Linked DNA regions of Mus musculus: regions 2, 3, 4, 5, 6 and 7 are each linked to region 1. The links are chromatin contacts, called in public HiChIP or PLAC-seq and promoter capture Hi-C maps. All regions are on one chromosome and are shown on one strand. The core of a region is the stretch at or near the end of the contact, and the rest is flanking DNA. Distances in the headings are between cores, read along the strand shown. Region 1 holds the start of Ptpru (protein tyrosine phosphatase, receptor type, U). Region 2 has its middle 18 kb from the start of Gm42317. Region 3 has its middle 30 kb from the start of Gm42318. Region 4 overlaps Gm42318 (a long non-coding RNA gene). Region 5 has its middle 22 kb from the start of Gm42318. Region 6 has its middle 32 kb from the start of Gm25261. Region 7 has its middle 64 kb from the start of Gm25261.

Region 1 (4,070 bases), core at 911-3,410:
AACTTCAGTTCTCCCCCCCTCCAACGCACAGCCGGCTCCGGGTTGCCAGATCTCTCTCTGTTTCAGCATGTCTTTCTGTCTTGCCCATCACTTTTCCTTCCTCTACCTCTGTCTCATGGTGACTCTCAGTTTAATGCTCGGGTCCTCGAGAGCTGTGTCTTTGCTTCCTTGAGCAGCAGTTTGAGGACCCAAGGAGACCAGGGATGCTCAGTTCTTCCTTTTCTAGCCTCAGGGTAGCTTCTCAGTGTGAGCCAACTGAGGGAAGAGACAAGAAATAGGGAGGCCTTACAGACGCCAAGACCTGTACTTAAATGAGTTCCTTCAACATCTCTGCCCATTAGTTGTTGGGGGGAATGAAAGTAATAAACCAAAACTCAAGACTCTCCAGCGGCTGATCATTTTCTTAGTGTTTATTGACTCAAAATGTCTTCCGTATTCGGCTTTCTGTGTGGTCTGCAGGCCCTGGCAACTTTTCCAGTTGCACCTGCCGTTCCTCTTCACCCTTCCATTCGGGCTCCCTCTTAGACCAAGGCTCGCGCTTCGGGCTGGCTGCAGCGTTCCTTCCCATTGGTCTGGCTGGCTGCAGCGTTCCTTCCCATTGGTCTGGCTGGCTGCAGCATTCCTTCCCATTGGTGTGCTTGAGGCTGGCTCCTCACACGTCAGGTCTAAGATCACGTGGCATGGGGTCACATCCTTGGCAAAGGCGTCTGTCTTGGACTGTCTTTTCTGAAGCGTGACCCGACCCCCCCCCCCCATCTTTTAGTGTTCCTTGTTGCAAGAGCTTCATTTCCTTGAGGGCGCATGCCTCAGACTGAAGTTCCATATGTATTTATTTATCTGCGGCATGAAGTCTTCGTGAGAGCAAGGGCCCTCTCTGTAAGTACTCATCTATCAGTTACCCGCTCATTCATTACTCATCGAGTATGCGGGATACCAGGCCCCGGGGGAAAAAGCTTCCCTAGGGGGACACACATTCTAAACATGGGGGATATATACCAAGTCCATCACATAGCAGGCAGTCTGTTTAGAAGTGCAGCGATCCACTTTCCCTACTGTAGGTTCCAACCCCCCCCCCCACCCTCTCCTGCATCTTCCTCCTGAATGTAAGCTTCATGAGGGTGGGGATTTTAAAAAATATTTAAATTATATTTAAAATATAATTTTATATTTTATAAATATACACGGCCAGAAGTGCTGGTCTGATGCGCAGTTACAGGTGGTTGGACAAGGGTGCTGGGGATCCATCCTGAGCCCTTTGCAAGAGCCGCGTGCACGCACCTAACCACTGAGCCGTCTCTCTAGCTCCCGGAGATCAAGCCTTTGTTTTTTAATCTCCTCGGTAGTCTACAGTCATCACTGAACCAACAAGCCCATATCTATTCAGTATTTGAGAAGCAAATGGGTTTCCAGATGTGAGTCGGTTTTTGTTCGTTTGTTTACACATTTCGAACCAGACAACCTTGATTCAGATCTTGGTGTCGCCTCATACTGACACATAATCTTGAAAAAGTCACGCTCTATGATCTCAACTTTCTCAACTGTGTAATGGCATTAGAATGGTGTGTGTCCCCTAGGGCAATAGTGAAGATGAACAGAGTCCCAGAGAGAGGCACACATGGCACCTGGTCTTAAGTAGCCACTGACAACTATGCTGGTGGTTGTGCAAAAACTTGGACGGGGCAGAGTTCCAAATCTACTTACTCCGAGTAGCCGGAGGCTACTGTAGAGGCACGAGCGTCAGTAAGAGAGAAGTGAATTTCATATTACTGAAAGTAAACGGCAACATTCCAAAGGCCCAACAACGTTTCAGGTAGATGAAGAGTGCTCTGTCATTGGAGGGAGCTGGGAGTTTATGTTCAGAGTAGTCAAGGTAGGAAAAACTTAAGCAACTGAGGGAACAGAGGAGCCAAGGGTTCCTGGGTTACAGTCTCAGCCGTGGGCAACGGATGCGTTGAGAGTGCCGACCTGAACACCGGCACCGGCCGATGGATCTTGTCGACGGGGTGCGAGAGTGGGGGATGGGCACGCCAAGGCCGGCGGGCCCAGGGAACCGGGCCGCAGCGCGCGACACCACCAGCAGGGGACGCCTCGAGACCGCGGAACTCGCGCCCGGGGGCCTGACGTCAGCGCCCCGCTCGTTCGGGCTCCCGCTCTGGACTCGGCGCCAGTCCCGCTCCGCGCGGCACTGCTCCACTACGGCTCCCGCTCGCCTTGGGCTCCCGGTCGGGCTCCGGAGGCGTCGCCTCCCCAGCTGCGGGTCTCCAGGACCTAGGCGGCGGCCATGGCCCGGGCTCAGGCTCTGGTCCTGGCGCTCACCTTCCAGTTCTGCGCGCCTGAGACCGAGACTCCCGCAGGTAAGCGCGCGCGGTCCCTCCAAGCTTATCCCGCGAGTGCCCGGGGGGCCGGGGATGGCTTGTCGCTGGTGTCGGAGTGCTCCAAGCTTCTGTGGCCGCTGTGTCTGTAGTTTGTGTGCAAACTGAGGTTGAGTGTGTACCGCGGATGCGAGTGTGCTGGTGTGAGTGTCGCCTGCGTGGAGCACCGGGTGTGCGCTGGCTCATGTTTGTCCACGCTGCCAAGTGGGTTGTGTATCTGAGTTTCAGTGGCTTGGCTAGAGTTGCGTCTGATCCTGTGTTGCATTTGTTGGCTTTTTTTTTTGTATTCCCTAGGCGGGAGTACTGTTTGTTGCTGGTGCGTTTGAAAACCCGCGTGTTTGTTTATGCCTGTGCTGTGAGGACTCGGTGGATTGTGCCCAAGTGTGGGCCCGAGTGTGTGTGGTGTGTGTGTGTGTGTGTGTGTGTGCAGTCGTGGGAACCGGGTCGGAACCTGTGTGAGCTCTGTGCCCACGAGTGACCCTGTGGGAGTATTTGGGGTGTACGATGCTGTGTGGGTCCGTGTGAATGTCAGGGATGCGGGGAATACGTATGGGGGAGCGTGTCTGGAGTGGATGTGAGTGTGTCGGTGAGCGATGGTTTCGTGGCTAGGGACGCTGCGAGCTTGGGGTGCTCCTAGGCCGTGGTCGAGTGTGGCCGGGACCCGAGGGTGTGTGTGCATGTGTGTGTGCATATGTGAGTGTATGTGTGATCGCGCGCGCGCGTGTGCGTGGCGCACCCGGCCGGAACAAGTTGTCGCGGCGGCGTCCCCCGGAGGCTGGGGCGGCCCTGCGGCTGGCGAGGGAAGGAACGGGGAGAGACGTGGCTGTAGCCGCCGACTCCGACATTTCGGGCGGTTTGTTGTTTCGCAAGTTCCGAGCGGCGCTGGCTGGCGGCTGATCCGAGGAGGCGCCAGGGCCGCGGGGCGCCCGGGATGGGGAGGGCCGTGGGGCGCACCCGGTTGCGGGCGGGGCTGCGGCGTCGGGGCCCCCGCAGGGCCTGGCTGGAGGCCTCGGGACAGCGTCCCCATCGTAGCTCGTCAGAGGCGTTGGGGACGCCGCGGTCCCCGGGGACGCTGCCTGCGTCTGCTTTGCAACTTTGTGCGGCCTCCCGGCCAGTCGGGCACGCGCGTGCGGACGTGTGTGTGTTGTGTGTGTGTGCGTGTGTGCGTGTGTGCGTGTGTGTGTGTGTGTGAATGTGTGCATGGGCCTCCCCCTCGGCCTGCGGTGAGATCCCGTGCTTGAGTGTGCTTTGGAGCCTGGTGTCCTATGGAGGGTGTGTGCGTGTGCGTGCGTGCGTGTGTGTGTGTGTGTGTGTGTGCATTCCCATGTCTGAGTGTGTGTCCAGTGACTGTCTGTGCGACCGCGAGCGCATCGCATCGTGTGCTCTGTGAATGGAGTGTCAGTGTGCTTCTGTGTGTGCGCGCGCGTGGTCCACCGTCCTTTCCTGAGGCCTGGACCTCAGGCCTCGGCCCCTCTGGCGGGCGTGTGCCGGTCCTCTTCCAGGGTTTCCTCCTCCCCTGGCTCCCGCCACCGGCGTGAGGTAGCTGGGAGTCGCCCCGGGTGGAAGCAGAGCCGAGACACGCGCTGCCGCCTTGGGCCCAGGGAGAGACTCCAGGTCGCCTGCCTGCCCCAGACAACTGGCCTCCGGGGATCTCGTTCACCGCCCCGCCCCCGCTGGGGCGTCTCGGGAGCTGTCCTG
Region 2 (4,070 bases), core at 960-3,459, 790 kb after region 1:
GGGACAGGGTTGTCCAGTTCTTTATACGTGTGTAAAGTGACTGGTGGTACACAGCTTTCCCACCCCATCCTGAGTCAGGCTCTAGGGTATGGTACTGGGTCAGAAATAACTCCCACCACTAGGATGCAAGGCACAGAGGGACAGTGGGCCAGTCGGAATCAGGACAGCTCGAAGGTCACCAGACCATGCCATGTGCCACATGCACCATACACCGTAACCACACACACAGCATTTCACTCCAGCAGACAGGGAGTGAACATGTCCAAGTCTCACGAGTCGGGCTGTGCAGTTGGCTCCGGCGTAAAGCACTCATCAAATCAACCTAATGATCTGAGCCCACATCCCCGGAACCCAGGGGATGGGGATGTAACAGCCAGACATGGTTTGTAAATGTCTGTGATCCCAGCATGCCTATAGGAGTTGGGGGCTGGGAGGGAGAAGGCCAGAGGTGCAGGTCCTGCTAGCTGGCTCTCTGTAGCAAGTAGGTCCTGTCTCAGATGAGGTACAAAGGTGCAGACTGATATCCAAAGGTTGTTCTCTGACCTCCACACCTGCACCATGCACACAACCACCCACATTTACACACACACACACACACACACACACACACACACACACACACAACTGAGTCCCATAATTTACATTCATGAAAGCAGTTCTGCTTAAGCGAGCCTCTTTCAGCTCAGACTCAGTAGCACTAAGCACTACTGTTTTGGTTTTAGGGTGATTTGATCTTCCCTCCCTTCCTCCTCCCTCCTTCCCTCTCTCCTACCTTCCCCCCCCCCCCCCCCCCCCCCCCGTCCCTCCTGGTGGCTGCAACTGAGTGGCTCTCTCTAAACCTCCCTGATGCCAGGTTGTTCTTCTGTAAGACAGGAACATGGCACCCTTAAAGGTTCTATCTGGTGCCCAAATATGTCCCTGGTTCTCAGGATCGGGTCCAGCCCACAGTGGGTACACTAGGGATATTTGAATTAACTAATTAGCAAGTGAATGAAAGCCTAACTGAATAAGTGAATGAATGAATGAGCGAGTGAATGAGTGAATGAATTAATATATGAATGAATTAGTGAATAAGTAGATGAGTGAATGGATGAATAAGTGAATGAATGTGTGAATGAGTGAGTGAGTGAGTGAGTGAGTGAGTGAGTGAGTGAGTGAGTGAGTGAGTGAATTCAGCAACTCTCCGTGCTCATGCAGCAGGAGAAGTACTCAGATGTTAAGACCCTAGGAGGAATCTGAGTTAAAACACAAAAAAACCTGACAGCATCAGAAGGGAGGCTATTGGGAAGGGAAGGGAACGGCCCAAAAGGACAAGACAGGGTGATGCAGGAGAGTGATGTGACCACAGGGTATGATGTACATACATCGACATCTCAAGGAAACATTATTTTGTGCAATTAATCCAAGTTAGATTATTAAAAAAGGAAAATGCTATGAACTATCAGCTCTAAGACTCGGAGGAGCTGGAGAGATGGCTCAGCACTTAAGAGCACCAGCTGCTTTTCCAGAGGACTGGGGTTCGAGTCCCAGCACCTACCTGGTGGCTCACAGCCATCTGTGAGGAACTCCAGCTCTGGGGAATCTGCAGACAAAACACCCAAGCACATAAAACAAACAAATATGTTTTTTAAAGAAGTAGGGGCTAAGACTCCAGGGCTTGTCCTGGACAAGGCTCTCAGCTTTGTTCAGCTTCCCACTGCTGCATCCTTCCCAGGATGCCTTCTGTCTATACTATACTATCTTTACATTCCTCCTCCATGCTGATCAAGTTACTACTGATGTGGTGAAACACCATGACCAAAAAGTAAGCTGGGGAGAAAAGGATTTATCAGGCTTACACTTTATAATAATCCCCCTCACAGAAAGTCAAGAGAGAAACCTAAACAGACAGGAGAGGCAGGAGCTGATGTAGAGGTCTGCGGTGTGATGCTTACCGGCTTGTTCTCACGACTTGCTTAGCCTGCTTATAGAACCCAGGACCACCAGCCCAGGGATGGGCCTGCCACACTCACATCAACTATCAAAAAAATGCCCTCCAGGCTTGCCTGAAGCCCAATCTTGTGAAGGCATTTTCTCAATTGTGGTTCCTTCCCTCTCAGATGACTCTAGCCAGTGGAGTTGCCAGCACACACTCTTTCAACATGCCAGAGAGCAGGGACATACATTGCCTTTCTGTTGCTAGATGCTGAAAAACACCACTCACTGCCTCTGAGCTGTTCACACCCCTGCCCACTCCTTTGGGCACACCCCCAGCTAGATGCCACTCACCTTCCTCCCTTCCATCACCCTCTGGAATTACCACCCATCCGTGTCGCCACCACCAGAATAGAAGCTTCATGGGAGATGGTGATTTCTCATGTTTGGCGTCCCATGTCACAGGAACCTCGCAGATGAGTGTTCACGCCCCCCCCCCCCCGAGCTCCATGCTCAGACTTAAGGGGAGCCCATCAACGCTGTGAAAGTTTGTCCCTGAATCACACTGACTTTTAAATGCCTGAACGTGGCATTTCCCTAAGTGGGATCAGATGGCACCTCCTTCGGGAGGCGTTAACAGTTGGCAGCGTCTTGCAGACAGATGACATGGGTCTGATTTTCTTCAAGTGCCTTCGACAATGTCATCTCTGGGTGTGGAGACTTCAGGTTTCAGCTGAGACTAAGACCTTTGTCTCAGGCCCCCTTCAGGCCTGTCAACAAAGGCCACTGTCCCTGTCCTGTGTGCAAACCCACACCGTCCCCCTCCCTTCTCTGAGCTGCTCTCACTGTAGGATTCTGACCAAACGCTGGGACCCCAGTGTCTAAAAGCAGGCCAGCATCAGCAAGAACTGCAAAGTCAGGTCCTGAGCTCTGTGACCCCAGCTCACCATGTGACCTTGGTCAGGTGTGTCCTCTCTTTCAGTTTCCCCAACGACCCTGCTGCTCCCTCCACCTAGAATTCCATTCCCCGACAGCAAACGGGGTCCAATGCTCTCCACCTGTGCTACCCAGCAGGTGATGGGGTTTCGAATTAAATCAGCAGTTTCTAAAGTGCCTCATCTCTCCAGGAGAGAAAATGTCAGCCTAGCCAGCACACAAAACCACTGTAATCAGAAAGCAAAAGTCAGGGTCTCACACACCTCTCTGCCGGCTGACCGCAGGAGTGTCACACTGCCTGGTGTGACTAACCTAGGCTTTGCTGGTAAGATGACAAAGGAAATGTGTCCCCTTCTCTGAAAGGAGGTTCACGAATAACAAGTCATAGGGAGGAAAAACGGCTGGATGTCAGGGCATGGAGGCTGTGGACCAGCAAGGAGGCCAGCCCACGATGCCTGAGGTGGCTGTGGGAATGGGTAGCTGCTTCATTTGGCTTGCAAATTGTCGTGGCAGCTGCCATCCTCTCAGGCTTCCGGGTACAGCTGAGACCTGAGGCTCTCTGTGGAGTGCCACACCTGAGCCTCAGAGCAGGGCACGGTCCCCACCCCCTCTCCAGTTCCTAGTAGGGACACTGACTAGGAGACTTTGAGAAGCCTGTGTACAGCTCAGCTCATTGGATGCCTACTGTGCGCTGGGCCCCAGGAATATCTGTTCTCCCAACGACCTTCATTGGTGGTAATTTAGTTTCTACAGCTTTATGTATAAATAATTTTCAACCACTGTGCATATGTAACTGTAAAGTTATATAACACTGACATGCACAGCCACCCACAAAATACCATTACACTCTAACTAACAAAACCAGCTGCCCGTCACTTCCAAATCCTCCTCAGGTCCCTTAGCAACTTCTGCTTGTCTCATCTCCTCGCATTGATCCACTGTCACCACAAATCAGTTTATGTTTTGTATCAACAGACTCTTTCGGCACAATTATTGTGAGACTTGTCTGTGACAGAGCACATGTGAATGGCCTTCCCCTGAAGTGACAAGTAGGATCCCCCACCCCTGCCCCAGATGTGGATTCTAAAAGTCCTTCTGTCCAGTCACCTCAGGTCAGACATCTGTACTGCATCCAGTCTGGGTGATTACAGATAAAGTCACTGTGAACATTCATGAGTGGCTCTTGGCATAGATTTCCTGTTCCTTGGATTTTTTTTTAG
Region 3 (4,070 bases), core at 657-3,156, 710 kb after region 1:
CCTCCTCCTCCTCCTTCTCCTCCCTCTCCTCCTCCTCCACCTCCTTCTTCACCTCCTCCTCCTCTACCACCATCACCACCAGTTTGATCATTAAAGCTGGTTTTGGAGTCCAGCCCCAGGCTCTTCCCACCTCCAGCCCCAGGCTCCTTCCTCATGCCTAGCCTATAGCTGGTATCTTAGAAATGGCCTCCTCGGTAAGTCTTACAAATCATCATGCAGCCTGGGTGCCATGTTTCGGAAGCATGTTTGTATTAGATTCCATCAGCTTCATCTCACAGTGACATCAGTGAAGGCCAGCAGAGTCAGACATCTCCCCACCCCCACCCAGCTCTAGTCCCAATCTTTCCCCTCAGCCAGCTCCTTCCAAATCTCTCTGTCTCTCTTTTTATGTGTCTGTCTCTGTGTCTATCTCTGTCTCTCTCTTTCTGTGTCTCTCTGTGTCTGTGTCTGTGTCTGTGTCTGTGTCTGTGTCTGTGTCTGTGTCTGTGTCTGTGTCTGTGTCTGTGTCTGTGTCTGTGTCTGTGTCTGTGTCTGTGTCTCTCTCTGTCTCTTTCTCAGGGCAATCTGGGTCAGGGCCACACAGAGGCTTCTCCTTCACTGTCCCTAAAGAAGGCTTCATTCAGTTCTGCTCTAAGACACGTGTATGTATGTGTGTTTCTCTGTGTGTGTGTGTGTCTGTCTGTATGCGTGCATGCATGAATGCATGTATGTTCACGTGTGCATGCATGTGATGGCCACACCTGTTGTGTGGCAGGACTGGGAAAAGCTGCTGCCTTGCTGTAGGTAGGATGAGCCCAGGGCCACCTCAGCTCTTTCCAAGCCTGGCTGTGAGAAGGAGGAGGGGCTTGGAGTCAGAGAGGCATGGCATGGACCACTCAGGTCCTCTTCTTAGCTGTGTGGTGATGGCGTGACTCGCTTGACATCTCTGAGTGTCTGCTTCCTCTCTGTGAAATGAAGGCAAACTCGGAACCACTGTGAAGACTAGATAAAGCCGGATAAAGCCATGGGTGTGGACCATTCCTTTGGCAGGCTCTAAAACAGAAAGCAACCTCAGGAAGAGAGTGCAGCACTGGCATTCAAGATGTCCACCCTGATCGCTTCATTAAACGTCTTTCTCACACAGTCTTCATGTCTACAGCAGACACTGTTTTGGGGTGTCTCTAACCAGTTACCTGTCAAACCACCTACGCTGCAGAGCCTGCAGAGTCGGCAGCACAGAGCAGACCCCAGGGAACTGCAGGTTGATAGTTAGGACCATTTCCACAACGGGAGGCAAGACAGCTCAGTGGAAAGTGCACTGGCTGCCAAACCTGATGACCTGAGTTGGATTCCCAGGTCCTAAATGGTGAAAGGAAAGAACAGACTTGTACAATGTCCTCTGACATCCTCCAAGTACATGGTATAGTGCACTCTTGAGCATCCTCACACACTAACATAAGTAAAGGTAAATTTTTTTAAAAAAGACATTTCCGTGAGCCCAGATCTTCCCGCCAAGCCTTTCTCCTCCCCCAGAGACTACCATTTCTATGCTTTTGGAAGACAAATACAAACTCTTCTGATGAGTTCAATGAGACAGGAGGTATTCATCAAAACAAAACAGAACGAAAAAAAAAGGCCATGTGTGAGAGAAGGGATGGGTAGATTTGAGTCCCTCCCCACAAAGAGATTCAGTTCACCCGATGTCACCGTGGAGAAACGGGCAAGATAAACCAGGGTGTGGAAGCAGATATTTTGGCATGTTAGCAGTAAATGGGCCCACTCTGAATATGTGAAGATTCTAGAACGACCCTAATCGAAGGACTTGAATCTTTGAATTGGGGTTTCAAGAAGAAGCCTGAATGGCTCATCAGCGCCTGCGAATATGCGCAGCCTCATTAGCAATCAGGGAAGTGCAAATGGAACAGCAGGAAAAGAATCCACCTGCTGACTGGGCAGGGTGGAGGCTGGCGAGGTGGGGAGGAAGGGCCTCCCCCCATTGTGTCCTGGAAACAGAAGCTCACTCTTGCAGACTAATTCACCATTGTCTTGTAAAGCCTACCAAGCAGGCCCCCTCCCCTGTCTTGCAGCAGCTCTGCTTCAAGAGTATACCCCCAGAGAGCCTCCTGTACATGAGTACCGGGAGCCTCAGACAAGGATGTTCGTGGTCACTCATTTGCAAAAACACGAACCTAGTATCCACCCCAGTCAATACTGTTGAGTGAGTGAATCCGACTTCCAGATAGGTATGTGGGAGATGCTGCATCCAGCCTTGCAACAGCACTAGACACTGGCTCTGTGCTCCTCCCATATAAGATGCCCCTTGCACATATAAGCAACCCAGATACAACCCCTGGGCCTTCACTATGGAGTCCAGGCCTATCTGAAAGCCAACCGTTCTGTCTTTGGAGGCAACGGGAGCCCTGTAGCTGGGACCAGGTGTCTGTTATATGAAGGATGGGGCTAAGGAGCCCAGGGGACTCTGCTCCATTTCCTCTGACCTTCCTGGGACCAGGCTTATAGTTGATCAGCATCCTGATCTTCTTTCAACTCGCTGGCATGACAGTGGCCCTGGGAGAAGCAACAACAGCCATTCTTCCCCTCGGGGCACCATAATCCCCAATCCACAGGCAGCTCCAGGGTACATGACCAGGGTTCAGACCTCTAGTATCTCACACTTCAAGAAGTCCACACACTAAAGAAACCCATCATCAGAGGCAGCAGCTCTAGGCTGAAAGGAAGGGAAGGCTTCTAATGGCGTCTGGGCACAGAGTCTGCCAGAGCAGTCTCAAGGCACCAGGTACCATTTTAAGGCAAATTCTAAGGTGGATAGCAACCAGCTCAGTCTACCAAAGACAGGCTGTAGGGAGGATGTGAGCCCCACCCACTCCAGGCTTATCTCTGATTTGAAACAATATTCTAGTAATAGATGTTCTACAAGGGAAGAAATGGACGTCAGAACCAGGCAGGAGGCAGGGGTGGCAAAGTGCTTGCCATACAAACATGAAGACCTGAGTTCAAATACCCAGTACCCATGTAAAAACCCACACATGGTAGCTAGTGTCTGGAATCTCAGCTCTGGGGAGACTGGGAGATCCCTGGAACTTGCTGGCCATCCAGTCTGGTCTCACTAATGAGCTCCAGGTTCAGTGAGAGAACTTATCTCACAAGATATTTGACATTGACCTCTGATCTCCACACACCAGCATGTTTACATGTGCACATACACGAAAGAAGTATATAAAGTATAAATAAATAAATAAATAAATCGAAAATTTTTTTCATAGCCCAACCCAGATTTAGACCCTGATGTTGTTTTTTCCAATCCACCTGTATGGATTATATAATCCAGGAATAGAAATCTGTAGGGGTAAAATTAGCAATTTGTATCCATATTTTATTTCTCCCCGATCTTTTTAATAAGCACTTTAACAATGTGACTGTCTGGATGGAATTTTCCTGTTTAGTGGCCCACCATATTCTCATACCAAAGCCACTTTACCAGTCCCCATGGTCAGGTGGATACATGGTATGACCCTGTGCTCAAACCTCTGTCGTCTCTACCTCTGGTCATTTTCTGAAGGAAGTTGGCCTTAGGGTCAAGGGGCACAGACATCTGCATTCTTTAGACTCTATGTGTGGCAAGCCATCCCTGTGGGAAGCTGGCTTGGCCCCTCCCTTGAGGTGTCTACATGGAGTCTCTCACTCCAGCATCATCCTGACCCTTTGCTGATCTGCCCTTGGGAAATACACCAGGGAAGCTGATACGCAGATAAATAGTTGTATTTATCTGTAGGCACTTTAAAAAGTCAACATAATTACTCAAGTTCCATTAAGTTTAATTTGCAGCCAATCTCACATCTAACAGGAAATAGACAGGGTGTTGAGTGGAGTGGAAGAGGCAGGCTGGCTCTTAAGAATCAGAGAGCAATCGATGGCCTGGCTGGGTAGGCAAAACTGGGCCTCCAGAGGATGGCACTCTGCATCTTCTAAAACAACAACAACAACAACAAACTTTAGAGGCAGGCAGATCTCTTTGAGTCGGAGGTCAGCCTGATTTACAGGGCAAGTTCCAGGACAGCCAAGACTGTACA
Region 4 (4,070 bases), core at 715-3,214, 680 kb after region 1:
ACATTATTGCTCCAGTTCCTTCCTCCCCTGTGAGGTGCGTGTCTTTCTTCTGGATTTTAAAAACAAGAGGATGTTATGGTACTAATCTTACTGCTGCCCTCCCCCCACAACACACACACACACACACACACACACCGTGGTCATGTGCTGGCCCTCAGACACTTTTGATAGGATGGAAGCTTGAGACAATGAGTCCTCCAGTTAGAATGAAATTAGTTAACTGGGGCCATGCCCTTGAAGGAGGTTGGGTTCCCACTCCCTCCCCTGTCTTTCTCCTCAGCTGTCTCCTCTGCCACAAACTCCATCCCCTCAAGAACACCTCCCCCCCAAAAAGCCCAAAGGCAACAAGGCCACTCAATCACAGGCTGAAACTTCTGAAATTGAGTCCACATGACCTTTCTCCTTTAGGTTGTCTACCTCACGTGTTTCATTACAGTACTGGAAAACTAACTCATGCAAGCTTCCAAACACATCTTCACTGGAACGCAAATTTCTTCCTTAAACAACTCAGTATGGTGATTCAGTTGGCTCTACCGTGTTCCTCTCCTGACTTCATTTGGAACAGAACACATAGCTCCCTGGCTCTCTGCCCCCTACGTCCCTGTAGACAGCCGGCTGCCATTCCTCAGTAGCGGGTCTGTCTCCTTGGACTCTGCACAGAGTTTCTCTGTTTTTGCAGCTCCACATTTGCCTGAGGCAGGTTTTCATTTCATCCGTCCTGCTCAGGATTTGTAGACATGATTAATGTAGGAAGAGCTACAGGCTCTGGGCTGAAGGGACTACGTTTGCTTAATAGCATTAACGCTATCATTAATATTGGTTATAATTAATAAACAGAATAGCTAAGGACTTACTGAGTGCCAGGAGCTATTGTAAGAGCCTTTATAGCCAACTTTTTTTAACCTGCAAAGACCTCATGAGAAGAGCTAAAACACAGGTGAACTCCCTGCAGGAGGGGACTGGGCAGGGGAACTTTGGTGCTGAGCCAGGCAGGTCATAGTTCAGAGCTTTCTCTGGTCCTTTACCAGTCCTGTGGCCCCTTTTTGAGCCTTAACTTCCTACTCTGAGAAACATGGTGTGGGCGGGCATGGCTCTGTGGGACCAGGACAGAGTTGGGGCTAGGACAACAGGATACCCATGTTCTCTAGAGTTGGGGTTGGTACCGAGCCCTGGCTCACATGGGGCTGGGAGCATGGGGAAGATGGTGGGTTTCTGGAGTGAGGGGCCTTCTGTGAACTGCCCGGAGGCAGTGGGGCACGGAGAGCCCAGGGCTCTGACATCCCGATGTCATCTGTGAAGCCTGCCACGTCCCAGCAGAGAGCAGAGGACAGAATGCCACCCGGAGCCTCTGTTCTCAGTGGAGCCAAGGCCATCTGACAAGACCCACTCCCACACGAGCATCTTCGTGACTTCTTAGTGACATGTCTGCATCCAGCTGACAGTGCAGCCGGCAGCTAATTGTCACCTGTCATACATGTGCACAAGCCAAGGGTCTCATTTCCACCCAGGTTTATGGAAGCCTAGTACCTTTTATTTGATGAGACCTCTCTGAACCTGTCAGAGACACATCATGTTTGGAAAAAGCATTTTTAAAAAAATATTCCTTTTCTGAGTAGATGTGTTTCCTTGTCTGGTCTGGGGCTCTTCATGTGTAGCAAAATAACACATAGCACTTCAGGACAAAAGAAGTTGCTAGGGGTAGGGAGTAGGAGAGATGAGTGAGGGTGTGTGTGTGTGTGTGTGTGTGTGTGTGTGTAGGATTAAGGGGCACAAGGGATAACCAGACACTCTGGGAACAGCAAGAGGAGACTACACACACACACACACACACACGCACACGCACACACAGGTCTCCTGGTAGCTGGACCCTGTATGGAAGAGGAGAGCTCTAGCTGTGTCCCAGTGTTCTTTGTGCCTGAGAGTCCTCTGCTCACAGGATGTGAAGCTCTGGAGGATTGGCAGGCAAAGATCAGCTTAGAAAGCCCCTCCCCCATCCCTTAGCTGCTGGAGGTCCCGGTGCTAGGCACCCGCACTGTCAGTAACAGGCTGGCTTGCTGGTGCCTTACTTCTTTTACCCACCCTACCACATCCCTCAGCCTCCTGGGGGGGGGGGGTGTTCAGGACAGAGCCTGGCACCCAGGGACTATCCGTGAGTGATTGGTTAGATGACTCAATCAATCTCAGTTTCTCTATCTAAAAGATGACTGTAGGGTCTCTTGTAACTTCCCTCCCCCCTCCACTTCTACGGACAATACAGGGCACACCTGCAGGCTAGGCAGGGCAACACAGGTGCACCAGGGCCCCAGCAGGGCTGGCCAGCGCACTGAGTGCCAGGCTCACAGTGCCTGCTGAGTGTGGGGGTGTGTGGCTATGGGAAGCAGGTTCTGCATACGGCAATGTGTCTGTAAATATCAGCAGATTATTCTCATTAGCATATGTTTATTGTCTGTCAAATGTATACATTATGCATTATTTCCCCAAAGAGCAGAAGCTGCCAAGAATCTGATGTCACCGACTTGTGTTCATTCACTGACTGGGGAGAGGAAGGACCGGTGGGATAGGGGAGAGTCTCCCCACAACACAGGCAAGTCCTGAGCCCCGGAGTTCTGGGAGAGACGGAGAACTAGGCAGAGAGAAGCCATCCCAGCCACCAGCTTGGACCTACATGACAGTCCTGGGATAAGGAATGGCTCCCTGCTCTCCTACCCGAGCAGCTCCAGCCAGGGCCCTGCAGAGGGAGAGTTCTGGACTCTGAACATACCTATCCTTCTAGACTTCTGAGCCCCAGTTTCCCATCTGTAAAGCAGAGGTGAAAGGATCTCTTTGCCCCCTAGAAGTAGGAGATGGTAGGCACACGCAGCCAGGGCTCCTGAGAGAAGGAGCCGCACTTATTTCTGAACTCCTAATCCTTCCATGTTGCTTAGGGCTGGGCAGAGTGGAAGCCATGGACCCATTTCACAGATGCACACAATGGCTGCGCTAGTAGTGTAAACAGCTCATGCACTAAGACCTGCACAAGGACACAAGATCCCCTTCCCAGTTTCATGTTAGATGTCATCATAATCCTATAAGGGACAGCCACGTCCCAGCTGGTGGGTGGGGCAGACATTCAGAGTGCAAATCTCAGGACCTAGACTTGGCTCTCAGCCCATATCCACATTCTTGGGATCACAAACACGGCTGCCCCTCCCTCACTCCACTCACAGCAACAGCAGACACCTACCTGGTAAGAGGGACTTAGGGATGGGTCCACGACCTACACAGCCAAAGGGCATGAGAAGAAATCTTCTGGTGGTGGAAGGCCTTCTGGGAAAAAAAAATTCTTTTTCAGTTTTGTCCACAGTTTCCTTCTCAACTTAGATGTGATGCCTGGAAAGGCAGCAGCCATCTTGCAACCATGAGGCAACAAGCTAAGGACTAAAAGCCAACACAGACCAGGATAGTAAGGCAGGACTAGAAAGAGCCAAGACCCGGTTTGACATACTTGAGCGCGTGGCCAGGCTGGACAGCCAATGCCGATTAGTGGTTATCAGGGAGCACTTATGTCTTAGATATGTCTTTGCTCCCCTGTTCATGCTGCCCAGCGTACCCCAAGTCAGGAATTAGTAATGATGTGCCGAGCACAGATGGGCCAAATGATGCCTTTGCTCATGCCACAACCGTTTGTCTGAGTACTGGGCTCTGAATCCACAGAGGAGGCTCTGTTGCATAGATCTTTGCAGTTCGCAAACATCCTGTGAGCAGAGCAAGGCAGTTGGATTCAGTTACCAAGATGCTGGTAATAGCATCATTCAGCGTGAAGGTGAAAGGCCAGCCTACAGTCTGTAAAGTGCTGAGCTGAGATGTAAGATTGAGTTCTGACAAGTGGGAAACTGTGGGGGGGAGGGGCATGGAAAGGGGGTGTGGGGGGCAGGGGGAGGGGAAGGGGAGGACAGGGACAAGAAGGGAGGCTGTTTCTGTCCAGGTGCCCAGAGCCTTCTCCCTTCCTCAGACACTGAACTACGTGGCTGGAGCTCTCTTGAGAGATTATCACAAGGAACCAAAGAATGACTGATAGCCATAGCTGTACC
Region 5 (4,070 bases), core at 676-3,175, 660 kb after region 1:
AGTATAATTCAAATGGCCTCTGCGTCAACTAAAATGACAGTGACTGGACCATAGTCCTTTACCCAGGCTCCTGTGGGCTCCGTTGAATTGGTGGTAGAGGTAACAGGATGGCATCAGCCCTCAGCTATCCAGGCCTAGAAGAAGAGAGGCTTTCCTACGGAGGAGGATCATGGGAGGGACTGACCTTACTTTGTCAAGGCAAAGTGGAGAAATCAACTGTCCAGTGTCCTGCTTGTCCATAGTTCAGGTCAGGCCCTGGCAGCAGGTGAGACACTGGGGCAGTTTTGCCCAGTAGTTAGGGTTACCACAATCTAGGTGGAGTCGTTTGTTCCTGTGTCCATTATCTTCTTTGAGACCTTGGGGGTCACTGCTAGGATCTGGGAGTCTCTGTCACAGCAAGCTTAAACATCTTAAATGGCATATTCGGCAAATCTCTGAAGATTTGGGAACCTTTTTCTATTAAATAGGTATAGGAGTGAAATAACCCTTGCTTGTTTTTAGCTACTTGCTTTAGGCTACACCTTGAAAGCATACATAGAAAGTGAAACAAAGCCCTTTTCTATAATTAATTACATTAGTATTTAGCATGACGAGAAGCATAGTTCTGTGCATACCAAAGCTTATTTATCTTTTTTGTTTGTTTGTTTGGTTTGGTTTTTTCGAGACAGGGTTTCTCTGTGTAGCTCTGGCTGTCCTGGAACTCACTTTGTAGACCAGGCTGGCCTCAAACTCAGAAATATGCCTGCCTCTGCCTCCCGAGTGCTGGGATTAAAGGCGTGTGATACCAGGCCTGGCTGCTTATTTATCTCTTAGCAGTTTAATAATAATAACAATTCCTGAATTGAAGCTTTTTAGTATCGAGATAAGATTTTTTAACTCATAAATATAGCTCACAAAGAGACTGGGCGGCAACTTCCTGGTCCTTACACAGTGGACCATCATAGAACACAGCGGTTTCCTGTATGGCTCTCTTTACCAAAGATAGCTAGCAAAAACAAAGCGGCTAGACATATATTCTTTTTTTTTTTTTTAGATTTATTTATTTATTGTATGCTTTAAGTACACTGTAGCTGTCTTCAGACACTCCAGAAGAGGGCGCCAGATCTCATCATGGATGGTTGTGAGCCACCATGTGGTTGCTGGGATTTGAACTCAGGATCTTTGGAAGAGCAGTCAGTGCTCTTAACCACTGAGCCATCTCTCCAGCCCCCTAGACATATATTCTTAAACCAGTCGGTTAGTCCAAATAGACCTTAGGTGAGAAGAAACCCCTTCCCACACTGTTTAGGTCTCTACCTTGCTGCCTCCTAAGAGGAATACCTCAGTCTCTGGTGTTTAGTGTTTAGTGCTCACAGCTATAGCCCTAATTTTTAGCCTTTTATCTACCTATTTTATATCAAGATCACATATTAATATAGACACTTTAATAAAACATCTTATAAATTTAAATATTTTTAAAAGCTATTTTTAAAAAGTATCCAGTTTTTTTAATTTAAATTTCCTATAGAACTCTAAAATTTCCTCTCAAAGAAGTTTAGAATGCCTCAACTGCGTGCTCCTACAGTATCAAAAATAAAGTACCTTTTTAATTTCCAGAGGGAAGATGCAGGCTACAACCACAATCTGCACGAGACGCAACCAAGCTCCAACAGTACAAACAATCCAACGTTTGGTCTCTGGAATTCATTCACAATCCTCTGAGCTTTCCCATGGGGCTTGGATCCCCTCTGTGCCCTGATCCCCGGCAGCCTATAGAGCCTGCAGTCTAGGTCCCAGCCAGCCTGTTTCATTACAGCTGGTGTTTCTGGTGACTAACACATGGCAGCGACATTTCCAAAACTTGTGGGCTCTCCATTGCATCTGGCCTCGCTTAAGGAACTCCCTGCCTGCCCCAAAGTTCCAAGTGTCAGCTCTTCTCCCTGACTCCTTCCTGCCTTTAAAATCAATACCACCTGGCAGCTCCTACATCATAAAGTTTGGCTGCCAGCACGAGGTGCATTCTTGTACATGAGCACATGGAAGTACAGCTTTAATACCTTATTAAACGAGCATTGTTGCCAATCTTCTTTTTCATAAGCTTTGCCTTCATGACAGGAATCATCATATAAAAATTCATTCTAATCTAAAATATCTTGGCAATGTGTGTTACAAGTTTTAAGTTAACTTTTTTTCCCACGGATTTTCAACCATACCCAAGAAACTTATAAATCTTGAGGATCAGAAAGGCCATTAATAGTCCAAGGCAATGAAATGAAACCAATAATCTCCTCCTTATCTGCTCTGCTTTGCTCCCTCCTCCCTGTTACAGTGTCAGGAGGCTCCCCTGATCTTGGACATCAAGATTTCAAAAGCATGCCTGGGTCTGAAGAAGCCGATTCCAGAGGCAGCTTTTTAATGAAGTATAACAGCATTAAATAACTTTAATATTGCCCACACACAAATGGCATTTGAATTCTCTGTTACATTCCATCAAAGCCCAGCAATCTCAGAGAAAAATTCTGAGCCCCGAGCCATCACTGTTGGCAACAGACACCGCCAATAGATAACCAAGAAACACAGAACATAGATAGGAAGCTCACACATTCAAGGAAGACCAGTTAGAAACAAAACGTGCAGTGGCCATCATACACGCAACTGAACCTGACATAAATCACTCTGAGCCCCCATGATTATAACAAAACTTACAGGCACATCAGAAAATAGAGAACCAGCCACACACAATACAGACAACACTTTCCCTTCTATTGTCCTAAGTCAGAGCACTCAAAGACAGAGCAGACACAAGACAAAATACAGAGCAAAGATAACAGCAGAGACAATATACAGTAATAACTGGTCACATTCAGAGACTCACCGGTCTCACCAAGGGAATTCAACAAATAGGAGGCTATTTCATTTGTCTCTTTGCACATCCCCTGGACTGCTTGACAGTCCCACACTGGGCCTCTCCAAACTCTAGGTTTGGCTCCCAGAGTCCTGGGGCATTCTTAGCTTGCTGTACAGCCTATGCCTTGGAGTCCTACTAATGAGCACCAGGTGCCAGGCCTCTCTGAGTGCCTCGGTCCCTGGTGTGACCAGGGTGTCCTTGGGGGTTTCAAGGCAAACCAGAAGAAAAAAGTGGTGGCTCTTGCTGAACTCCCAGTTAGCCAGAATCAGCCAACCAGTGGGTCATGGGACATCTCCTTTTGCCCTGAGCAGGGGCAGGGAGAAAGACGGGTATACAGCTCATTAGCTCCTCCTTATTTCCAGATTAGGATTCTCCAGGACCAGAAACAGAAACCAGGCAGCCAGTAATCACAGAAGGCAAAAGGAAGAAAAAGGGAAGGAAGAGGAGGATGAAGAGGAAGAGAAAAGAAAAGAAAAGAAAAGAAAAGAAAAGAAAAGAAAAGAAAAGAAAGGGGAGGGGAGGAGAGGAGAGGAGAAGGGGTGTGTCTGAGCTTCCCTGAAAGGTGACATTTTGCCTGGGAGAAGGGGGAGATCCACCATGGACAAAAGAGCCTGGGGCAAATGCTGGGACTCAGACCTGGGACAAACAGCTGAGGTCCATACATAGCATACCAAAGTGGACCTGGCTTCTGGGTTCTCCTGGCATCCCTCAGTCCCAACCTGGCATACCCAGGAGGGGAGGAGAGGGGAGGGGAGGGGAGGGGAGGGGAGGGGAGGGGAGGGGAGGGGAGGGGAGGGGAGGGGAGGGGAGGGGAGGGGAGGGGAGGGGAGGGGAGGGGAGGAGTGCTGGGTCTGCATAGACCATTCTACTTTGGGCTTTGTGGCAATTTGTCTTGGAGTTTGTCAGGCTTCAGATAAAGATTCTAGTGGCAGAACTGGAGCCAGGCATGTGTAGTCACCACACTGACATTGTAGAAGTTCAATTTCAAACACGTTTGTGTTTACCCCTGGTTATGCACTCAGGCTGGCCCACCCTGGGCAACATAGGCTCATGGGGACTACAGGAGGCACTGCTTGAGTGGTCCCTCTTAAGGGACCCTTTCCAACCTCCTTTGGTTTTTGGAATGCCAGGTCAACCTGAGTTCTGTTTCCTTCAATGGTTCAGCCCTGCCCGAGAGCTCTCC
Region 6 (4,070 bases), core at 645-3,144, 630 kb after region 1:
AGGAGCCACTTTGGGACTGCAGACATATTGACAGATGGGGCCTTTCCAAGGGTTCAGTGCTGCATACGCAATTGGGGCTGCACGCAAATGCCTGGCGGAGTTGAGATGAAGAACACGCAAGGGCAGGGCAGGCATGAGATGAAGCTGCAGCCTGAACACACTAGGCTAGACCCCAGGAGGGGCATACAGCATAGCTGCTGCACTTCATCAGCTGCCCATGCTTAAGGGTTATCCTCATACTGAGTAGCATCCACAGAGGCATTTGTGGGGCTGGGACTGGTCCACACAGAAGGGAGGTCTTCTCTGAGGCAGTGCTCCTCAGTGACACACGATGCCACATCTCTAAGGTCCACAGCTGTGGGAAGCTCCCCTACCCACTTTGTCTCAGACTACCTGTCACAGTGCTCCATCTTGCCTGCAGTCCCCACGCGGCGTCACTTTGACACACTCTCACTCACCCCATCTGTGAGAACCCTTATTCCCTAGACACTCACATCCTGAAGCTGGGGAGTGGGTGGGAACAGTGGGTGTCTGATCACCTGACTGACCACCTGTCTCTGTTCTCGGCTTTCTATCGAGTCTGCTGGAAGGATAGTGAGACAGAAAACATGTTTAGAGATTCATTTTCCAACTCCGCTCATCAGTCTCTGTCGCAATGGGCAGCTCGACCTTTGGGACTCAGGTCACACCATCTCCTTGGTGCCCTGTTACCCTGAGAGACGAGGGAATGGCAGGGAACAGAGTCCCCACTGTGATCACGCTTCATGCTGCAAAGGGAGGGTAGTCAGCCCTTCTGTGAATGATCCATGTGACTGTAAGAGGTTAGGCATCCCTGAGGGCTTGCATGTCCTGGTCTGAAAAATGAAAACCGTAACAGGAATTGAGTTCTAATAATTAAATGGGGGGCACCTAGGGATGATTTGGGGCTATTTCCAGCACACACCACAGGATGGTGAAACAGATATCTTGGCCACCTCCTGTGACAGTGGAGGAGTCTGGTCCAGAAAGGTTGTCACACAGCAAACTCATGTAGTTCACAGCAGACTTGACCCCAGGATCCAATCAGTTAAGCACTCAGCATCTTTAAATGTGGATTCCCTCAAACTCTCTACCTAGCTCCAGTGGAAGGCAGGACTGCAGTGTACTGGACCCCACATAGACCCCCAGGCTGGATGAGTGCTTTCCTGAGTATGTCAGAGTCAGAGGAGTGGGCATTGAAGTTATGCCTGTCTTAGGAGCCATCTAACAGATCCTGGGCTCAAATGGCCTCTTGCTTGGCCTGCTAGTGAGTGAGGCTGAGAGCCCTGCCTGCATCAACTTCATTTTAGAGACACAGAGTGTGTCACCCACCAAAGAGCCCAGTTGGGCTGGGTTCCAGACACCTGCCATCCCCATCCCTACCCCCACCCTGTACCTTTGCCCTTTCCTTTCTCTCATGCTATGGTTTCTGTGTCTTCCTCATTACCTAACTCTTGCCCGCTCCTCTTCCCTCCTCTCTCTCCCCTCCCTCTCCCTCCTCCCTTTCCCTTCTCTCTCTTCTTCCCGACTCTTACTCTCTCCTTCCCCTGCTCTGTCATCTCTCCCTCATTCTGTCCAGTCAAGTCTCCTTCCTCCCTCTTTTCTAACCCCCTCCTCCATCATTCTCTTCTTCTTTTCTTCTTTTCTTCTTCTCTCCCTTCACCTCATCCCCTTCTCTCTGTCCCTTTCCACGCATCCCCTCTGGTAACCTAGCTCCTTGATAGCCTGCCAGGCAACCCCTCAAGGATTCTTGGTAAAACACTGGCTGCCACCAGGCTTGCTGCCAATACAAACAAAACCCTCTCCCTCTCTGCTCATTAGCCACCGCCCCTGGCTATCTGGCTGGGTCTGTATAACTCTTTGTTTCCAAGGGTACTCACGGTACCTTATGGCATCCATCTGTGGGACACTACAGCGTCTCTCTCCACAGCTCTGTGCTTTCATACATGGTCTAAGTTACTTTTCCATTGCTGTGAAGAGACACCACGACCAAGGCAGCTCATAAAGGAAAGCATTTAACTGGGGAGCTCGGTTGTTGGAGTTCAGGGCCATCCTGGTGGGGCACATAGCAGCAGCCAGGCAGGCCTGACGGTGGAGCAGTAGCTGAGAGCTTGCCTCTAACCTGGAACTTGGCAACAGGGTGAGAGAAAGGGAGATTGGACCTGAAGTGAGCTTTAGAAGTCTCAAGGTCCACCCCCAATGGCATGCCTCCTTCAACAAGGCCACGCCTCCTAATCCTCCCAAAACAGTTCCATAAACTGGAGGCCATTCTCATTCAAACCAGCACACACATCATATCTGGGACCCATAGGAGCACAGAAAAGCAGTGTGTACAGCAGGCAGTGTGGACTGGGTTTCTGGTCCCTGGACTGCCTGCAGGTACTGTCAGCATCGACTCCCTGCTTCCGCGCACCTGATGTCTTCCCAGGATGTGAGCCCTGTGGAGTCTGAGCGCACCCTCCAGATGGTGCATGGCAGGCTGCAAGCCTGATGCCCCCTGTTCAAGTGGAAACTCTATACCTGACAACTCAAGGTCCCCTCTCCCTACTGACTGCCCTGTATGCAGCCCAAGGAAAGAGGGGGACATCCTGTCTCCACTCCCACTGTCTCCCACTACCTATACACAAGTCCTTTCAGGGCAAGGGACACCCTGTCACACATGCCCTCTCTCCCCTTCACTGCTCACCCTGTCCCTGTGTTCTGCCATGGGGCATCTATTTTAGCACAAGCCTTTTCCTCCAAGTGGACTCTGCACAGCCAGGAATTCCTTCCTCCTCCTGTAAACACAGTAAGTGTCCGATTATTGAACCTTCTCAGCTGGCCTGCCACCTGCTCAGACAGGCTCCTGCCAAGCCCACCCTCTGCTCAGAGCTGGCCTCTGTTCACGATTGCCATTCAACCCCGTGATTAGGCAAGGACACACAGCACCTGGCTTCCCACAGTACCAAATTCTCAGTCCCCCGAACAGGGCCAGGCCCACAGCAGGTGTTCACTAAACACCTGTTCTCTGGATTCAAAAATAAGAGATTCATAAATAAGATCCATAAATTTTTAAAAATGCTTAGTCAGCACCTGCTGTGTACCAGGCACCAGGCCAGACACTTGACTGCATGAGTGAACCCATCCCCCAACATCCCATATGTTCCCATTACACAGATGAGAAATCAGAAGGTCTTAAGGACTGGAACTAGCCAGAGTCCTGTGGTCTGGTAAGTCCTGTGGTGGTCAGACTCAAGTCTTCACCCACTTCAGTTATGTAAAGTGTAAACCCACCCTCACCCCACCACAGAGCTTATTCCTGTGTCGTACTTCTCTCTGCCCACACACCTGCCTCTCCCATCAGACTTTGAGCCCCTGAGGACAGACACCTTGGTGTGTACCCTCCCTTTATCCAGGCTCAGTAGCTGAGAACAACCTCCAAGGCCAATGAGTCAGAGTCCTGGCCTGTCAATAGAGGGGTTCAGCCTGAGCTAGCTGTCCCCTGGCACTCTGCAGGATGGAGATGCACACCATAAAGTCGATGTTCTTGTGCCCGGGGGTGGGTGGAGTTCCTGCATAATGTCTGGACACCTGTGCAGCTAACTCCCTAGAGGCCTCCTATTTTCACAAGATGCCAGTGTGCATGTGTGTGTGTGTGTGTGTGTGTGTGTGTGTGTGATTTTGTCAGCACACAGCATCACTAGCCCTATAACAAGGAGCCTGAGGACCAGCCTCTTAGTGTGTGGCTTTGAGTCCCAAATCTCAAGGACTGTGGACCACAAGTCCTCTCCAAAGGCTCTCAGAGTTTCAGGAGAGATCCCTTGGTGCCTCTTGTTCATCCTCTGCATCAATAGACATGCCTGTAGGGAGTGGAATGAGTCTGTGAGCAGGGTCTCAGTGAGCACACAGTACATAGAAGCCAATTGACCAGGATGCTAGGGGGAGAGAAGGCCCCACCATTCATCTTGATCAATAACCACCTGCACAGAGCATGATGCACGCAGGCCCACAGTGGTACGGGCATCAGCTCAGACACAGCTTTCCTCTGCTATTAAAGGGGTCAGTGTTCAGGA
Region 7 (4,070 bases), core at 418-2,917, 530 kb after region 1:
ATAAAAATGTTGCACAATCTCCCTTTGGGGAGGCTGTTTAGAAAATAAAGCTTCCATTTTTAAGCTTGTCTCTGAAGTGAGTTTTCTCTGCTTCTATCCAGGACCCAACACGCCATCTCTTCCCTATGAGGCAGCTGAGAAATCTCCTCAGAGAACAAAACTGCTCATCTCCTTCCTTTCCTGGATGGGTGTACCAGGTTCCATGCCGCCTTTCTTCTGAGATATAAAATAAACCAGTCTCATTGATAGACAGCTGTGTGCAGCAAGGGTGGGACTCACCTCCTGGTGAACCCTGACATACTCGCCTCTCCCACTGTCCTGATCTCCAAATCTTCAGCCTCCTGTGAGTGACACTGTCTTTCTCTCCATGGGACCTTTGCGTGGCTCTTTTCTCTGCCCATTTCCCATAGTCCATCTCTGACCCTTTAACCTCAGCATAGCATCATGCCCTCAGCCTGTCCTTTCTAACCTACAGTAACAAGGTTAAATCCCTGTCTAGATGGAGTCTTCCTGGAGTCTCAGTTCCCTCCATTACAGAAGTCAACCATGATGAAGCTCTGCTAACTTGCCACAGTTTTTATCTGACCAACTTGACTGTCTCCCCTGTTATTCTTGGGTCATGAGAGAATCCCCCATTCGGTTACAAAGCAAGATCTCAATCAGTTCTTGCTGAGAAACTGGACAGACATGGACTTGGCCACAGTGAACGCTCCCTGTATCTCAGTTATCAACATGTGTCCCTGTGGGAATGTGACCTAGCCCTTGGGGATGGTTTATATTGGACAAAACCACTCATTGCAAGGAACAGAGCCCAAATCCGACACATATCTTATTCTGTGACACAGAGCACAGAAAACCTGCCTGAGGATGAGGTCATCCCAGAAGAAAGAAAAGAGAAGAGATGAACCCAAGTGGTCAGGGCCTCAGCCCTCCAGAAACAAAGCACACACCCTTCCATATTGTCGGTGTCAATGTTAACTCCCTCTGCCTTCAAAGTTAGAGCGTTAACTTCCACAGGAATAAATGTCTGAGTCCATCCCTTCACGTTTCCAAGGTAACCAAAGGAAGAACTAAAAATACAATAACATTGGCAGGAAGGGAGCCGGCTGGCAGAAACAAGTCACGGGCTCACTCATCATGGTGGGCAGCTAGGAGGTAGCAGAGCAAACATGATTTAGTGTTTATGAGGAAAGCGATGGGGGAAAAGACAGGAGCGACAGTCGCCCAAAGCACAATTGATCACCTCTGAGGAGAAGGACTTGGCACAGAAGGGTTCAAGGGGCCACTACTTCTCATTACCAGTCTCTCTGTCCTGTTGCTTTTAACGCCATATGCGCGAGCCACTTTGCATAATCAAATCTGCAGCCACATAAGTCAGGCGCGGAACACAATTTAAGTTCCTGAAATCGTCTTGGCTGAAGGAGCCCATTTACTTTTTGTTTTATAAAAATAATACTTCACACCCATAACTAAGAATGCTAAACATTAAAAGCCACATAACTTTTATCTTATTGAAGCGATGGCGTCACTGGGGCTTAAAAATGGAACCTGCTCTCTGGAGTTTAAAGAAAGAATGGCTTGGAAAGAGGTGACCCCAGTCATCAGGGCTGTCCCAGGGCCTCTTCCAAGGAGGGGCATGGCTGGGTGCCAAAGGCTGGGCTTGGCCACTGAACAGGGTGTCATCTGAGATTCTGCTGCCAGGAGGCCCCTTCTGTGCCCTGAATCTGGTAGTCTTGAGTGGTAGCTGGGCTTTCCCAGCAGGGGTGGGGATTAGAGGTGGTCAGACTCTTCTGTGCTACGCTGGCCTCCTCTCAAAGAACTCAGGCAGGCCCTGGTAGGGGTCACCCACTCTCTCTGTCTCATAAATAGCCACCTGAGAGTCATTTTGAGGGTACAGATCTGTCACAGCAAGGGCAGTAAGGAGACCACCTCCAGCGGCCAGGGTGACAGCTTGGTGAGGGAAATTGTCTTTCCTGTTTCCCCAACTCAGAGTGACCTTCCCAGTTCACTCTCATTGACTTCCAGCCAGCCCTCCTTCAGCCTGCTCTCTATTCTCTGGAACAAAAGACCCTTCCCAGGCCCTTCAACTTAAAGCTATGTGATTCTAGAAGGTACCATCTATGAGCACAGAGAGCATAGCTGTTCTGTCCTGAGTCCTTAGCACCCTGCATAGTGCAAGGTCCAGCTAGATAAGTTTACTGGAGGAGCTCATGCCAGCTGTCTTTGTTAGGGTTTCCATTGCTGTTAACAGACAGTATGACCAAGGCAGCTCTTATAAAGGACAACACTTAATTGGAACTGGCTTACAGGTTCAGAGGTTCAAGACATTATCATCAAGGGGAACCTGACAGCATCCAGGCAGACATGACACTGGAGAAGGTACCAAAAGTTCTACATCTTGATCCAAAGGCAAAAAGGAGAAGAATGTCTTCCAGGCAGTTAGGAGGAGGGTCTCACCCCCCCCCCCCCACACACACACACATTGACCCACTTCCTCCAACAAGGCCACACCTACTCCAGCAAGGCCATACCTCCTAAAAGTGCCACTCCCTGTACCAAGCAAACTACCACACCATACAAGATTCTCTGATTTGCTGCCTCAGATTTTACATTTTATCTTGTCAGTAAGGATCTCGCCCCCCCCCAAAGGCCCAGAAGGTCATGCAGACAGCACTGTGGGATATCCAGGACCTCTCTGATCTCAGTCTATAGATCCAGGCTGCAACTACAGTATCACATGACCCTCCTACCTCCCAGCACGTCCTGGACTTGTCCCCTGTCTCCCCAACACAACTCTGCCTCTGCCCCAGAGTAGGTCCCCCTCACTGTGTGGAACAATCCCAGGCTATGTGGTCCTTATCCTGTGGTCCCACACAGCAGCTCTCAGGGAAGACTGTGATTGGCTGAGGCTGGTTATATACCTACCCTGGGGTAGGTGGGGCCAGCAACTCTGAGCATCAAGCTACAGTCCACAGTTCCTGCCCACCAGATAGAGAAATACTTGTGGTAAGAGACAATGAAGATATGGCTACAAAATTCTCATGACTTATTACATACCTTCCTTTCAGGTGGCATGAATGGAGATTTATACTGCAGTTATATAATCAAACTATGTAATTATTATATAATCAAACTAACCTCTAAAAAAAAAAACAGTTGTCTTTCACCTGCTCAAACAGAGAACAGGAAATCATTCTTAATTAATCTATACATCCTGCACATTCCATACAAATGTCTTTATAGAACTATGTACTGCTGTAAGGTTTGTATATTGCAGAATGAAAGACCAAGAGGGCAACCCTGACAGGATTCATCCTCGAGGATACTGAGATCCTGAGATGCTGGGACCAGCTGCTCCAGCTCCCTGATCCATCCTGCCTCAACGGCATCGAAGCTGTTTCCTCTAAATTCTTGCTTCTGGGACATTTTCAGAACAGCTAGGTCTCTCATCCAGCCTTTAAGACTATTATAGACAGGACTTTGGCTGAGCCCTGAACTTTCTCAGCACGTAGAAACTGGACAACAATTGATGCCAGCTAGCTTCTTTTTTGATGTAACCATTTTTCTAATTTCCTTTTGGGCCCCCGAAAGGAATTCTTTGCCCCAATTCAGCAGGAATCAATTATAAGAAGACTGTCATCCTTAAGTTGGGGTGGATGGTTTTGGTCATTTTATGAGTTATAGATGTTTTGTTATTTTAAAGAATGATTACAAATAATTACCGTCTTTGACAAGGAGGAAACAAAATACAAAGCTTAGACTCAGGGATTTCTATCTCCCCTTTCCTCTGCTCTATCCTTTCTTTCTTAGATAAAGGGTAGAAGGTTGAGAAGAAAAGGGGATATAGAAATATTATAAGAAATTAGACTAATAGAGGTAGATTACTGAATCTAACTCTTAAACCAAAAAATATTTTGTAGCATAATCTTACATTGATAGAGATCTTTATATTTTGATGTAAATTGAGGTTATGTTTTGTTACATTGATATAGAATTTTATATATTGATAAAGGTTTAAAGTTTTCATTGGTAGAAATCTTTGTATATTGATACAAAACTTAAGATTAATT

The links. Promoter capture Hi-C pulls out the DNA fragments that hold promoters and counts their contacts. HiChIP or PLAC-seq counts read pairs in DNA pulled down with a chosen protein or histone mark.
Region 2: a contact with region 1 is called in an H3K4me3 HiChIP or PLAC-seq map of forebrain, with 8 times the contacts expected there. The contact joins the enhancer-like site here to the promoter of Ptpru in region 1. A contact is called at or near these places in 9 of 39 promoter capture datasets (the C10 cell line, embryonic stem cells, hippocampal neurons and 4 more), 1 of 15 datasets of contacts at CTCF or cohesin (embryonic stem cells), 4 of 484 Hi-C or Micro-C datasets (cortical neurons and embryonic stem cells), 13 of 115 datasets of contacts at active chromatin or transcription factors (SST interneurons, astrocytes, craniofacial prominence and 10 more) and 1 of 9 other capture datasets (embryonic stem cells).
Region 3: a contact with region 1 is called in an H3K27ac HiChIP or PLAC-seq map of embryonic stem cells, with 6 times the contacts expected there. The contact joins the enhancer-like site here to the promoter of Ptpru in region 1. A contact is called at or near these places in 10 of 39 promoter capture datasets (the 3T3-L1 cell line, cranial neural crest, embryonic stem cells and 3 more), 1 of 15 datasets of contacts at CTCF or cohesin (embryonic stem cells), 9 of 484 Hi-C or Micro-C datasets (CD8 T cells, Sertoli cells, cerebellum and 5 more) and 17 of 115 datasets of contacts at active chromatin or transcription factors (SST interneurons, bone marrow-derived macrophages, craniofacial prominence and 10 more).
Region 4: an H3K4me3 HiChIP or PLAC-seq map of embryonic forebrain shows a contact between it and region 1, with 11 times the contacts expected there. The contact joins the enhancer-like site here to the promoter of Ptpru in region 1. A contact is called at or near these places in 16 of 39 promoter capture datasets (the 3T3-L1 cell line, the C10 cell line, the HPC-7 cell line and 8 more), 2 of 15 datasets of contacts at CTCF or cohesin (large pre-B cells and pro-B cells), 35 of 484 Hi-C or Micro-C datasets (B cells, CD4 T cells, CD8 T cells and 20 more), 16 of 115 datasets of contacts at active chromatin or transcription factors (astrocytes, bone marrow-derived macrophages, embryonic basal ganglia and 10 more) and 3 of 9 other capture datasets (adipose tissue, embryonic stem cells and liver).
Region 5: an H3K4me3 HiChIP or PLAC-seq map of craniofacial prominence shows a contact between it and region 1, with 6 times the contacts expected there. The contact joins the enhancer-like site here to the promoter of Ptpru in region 1. A contact is called at or near these places in 11 of 39 promoter capture datasets (the 3T3-L1 cell line, the HPC-7 cell line, cranial neural crest and 6 more), 1 of 15 datasets of contacts at CTCF or cohesin (pro-B cells), 2 of 484 Hi-C or Micro-C datasets (nephron progenitors and rod photoreceptor), 10 of 115 datasets of contacts at active chromatin or transcription factors (craniofacial prominence, embryonic basal ganglia, embryonic forebrain and 6 more) and 1 of 9 other capture datasets (embryonic stem cells).
Region 6: an H3K4me3 HiChIP or PLAC-seq map of embryonic forebrain shows a contact between it and region 1, with 11 times the contacts expected there. The contact joins the enhancer-like site here to the promoter of Ptpru in region 1. A contact is called at or near these places in 12 of 39 promoter capture datasets (the HPC-7 cell line, embryonic stem cells, frontonasal cranial neural crest and 5 more) and 13 of 115 datasets of contacts at active chromatin or transcription factors (bone marrow-derived macrophages, craniofacial prominence, embryonic basal ganglia and 6 more).
Region 7: a contact with region 1 is called in a promoter capture Hi-C map of hippocampal neurons, with 6 times the contacts expected there. The contact joins the enhancer-like site here to the promoter of Ptpru in region 1. A contact is called at or near these places in 9 of 39 promoter capture datasets (the 3T3-L1 cell line, the HPC-7 cell line, cranial neural crest and 5 more), 1 of 15 datasets of contacts at CTCF or cohesin (embryonic stem cells), 1 of 484 Hi-C or Micro-C datasets (myocytes), 15 of 115 datasets of contacts at active chromatin or transcription factors (SST interneurons, bone marrow-derived macrophages, craniofacial prominence and 9 more) and 2 of 9 other capture datasets (embryonic stem cells and pancreatic islet).

What each region holds. Positions count from the first base shown.
Region 1 is chr4:131,836,368-131,840,437 of GRCm38.p6, reverse strand. Ptpru (protein tyrosine phosphatase, receptor type, U) reads left to right here and starts at 2,160. Exons shown (of 31, transcript NM_001083119.2): 1 at 2,160-2,354. The coding sequence starts at 2,282.
Region 2 is chr4:131,045,605-131,049,674 of GRCm38.p6, reverse strand. No RefSeq gene overlaps it. Among named protein-coding and RNA genes, the nearest start is that of Gm42317, 18 kb to the left of the region's middle. Within about 2 kb of position 2,209, at least 7 of the 459 cell types and tissues checked have an H3K27ac peak or open chromatin away from gene starts, as enhancers often do. A contact at or near this core is called in cortical neurons and forebrain, where this site is marked.
Region 3 is chr4:131,123,992-131,128,061 of GRCm38.p6, reverse strand. No RefSeq gene overlaps it. Among named protein-coding and RNA genes, the nearest start is that of Gm42318, 30 kb to the left of the region's middle. Within about 2 kb of position 1,906, at least 5 of the 459 cell types and tissues checked have an H3K27ac peak or open chromatin away from gene starts, as enhancers often do. A contact at or near this core is called in SST interneurons and embryonic stem cells, where this site is marked.
Region 4 is chr4:131,158,240-131,162,309 of GRCm38.p6, reverse strand. Gm42318 (a long non-coding RNA gene) reads right to left here. Exons shown (of 3, transcript XR_881448.1): 2 at 3,224-3,306; 3 at 1-49. Among named protein-coding and RNA genes, the nearest start is that of Gm42318, 3.9 kb to the right of the region's middle. Within about 2 kb of position 1,964, at least 19 of the 459 cell types and tissues checked have an H3K27ac peak or open chromatin away from gene starts, as enhancers often do.
Region 5 is chr4:131,175,871-131,179,940 of GRCm38.p6, reverse strand. No RefSeq gene overlaps it. Among named protein-coding and RNA genes, the nearest start is that of Gm42318, 22 kb to the right of the region's middle. Within about 2 kb of position 1,925, at least 8 of the 459 cell types and tissues checked have an H3K27ac peak or open chromatin away from gene starts, as enhancers often do. A contact at or near this core is called in craniofacial prominence and second pharyngeal arch cranial neural crest, where this site is marked.
Region 6 is chr4:131,204,780-131,208,849 of GRCm38.p6, reverse strand. No RefSeq gene overlaps it. Among named protein-coding and RNA genes, the nearest start is that of Gm25261, 32 kb to the left of the region's middle. Within about 2 kb of position 1,894, at least 17 of the 459 cell types and tissues checked have an H3K27ac peak or open chromatin away from gene starts, as enhancers often do. A contact at or near this core is called in embryonic forebrain and neural stem cells, where this site is marked.
Region 7 is chr4:131,301,723-131,305,792 of GRCm38.p6, reverse strand. No RefSeq gene overlaps it. Among named protein-coding and RNA genes, the nearest start is that of Gm25261, 64 kb to the right of the region's middle. Within about 2 kb of position 1,667, at least 22 of the 459 cell types and tissues checked have an H3K27ac peak or open chromatin away from gene starts, as enhancers often do. A contact at or near this core is called in forebrain, hippocampal neurons and neural stem cells, where this site is marked.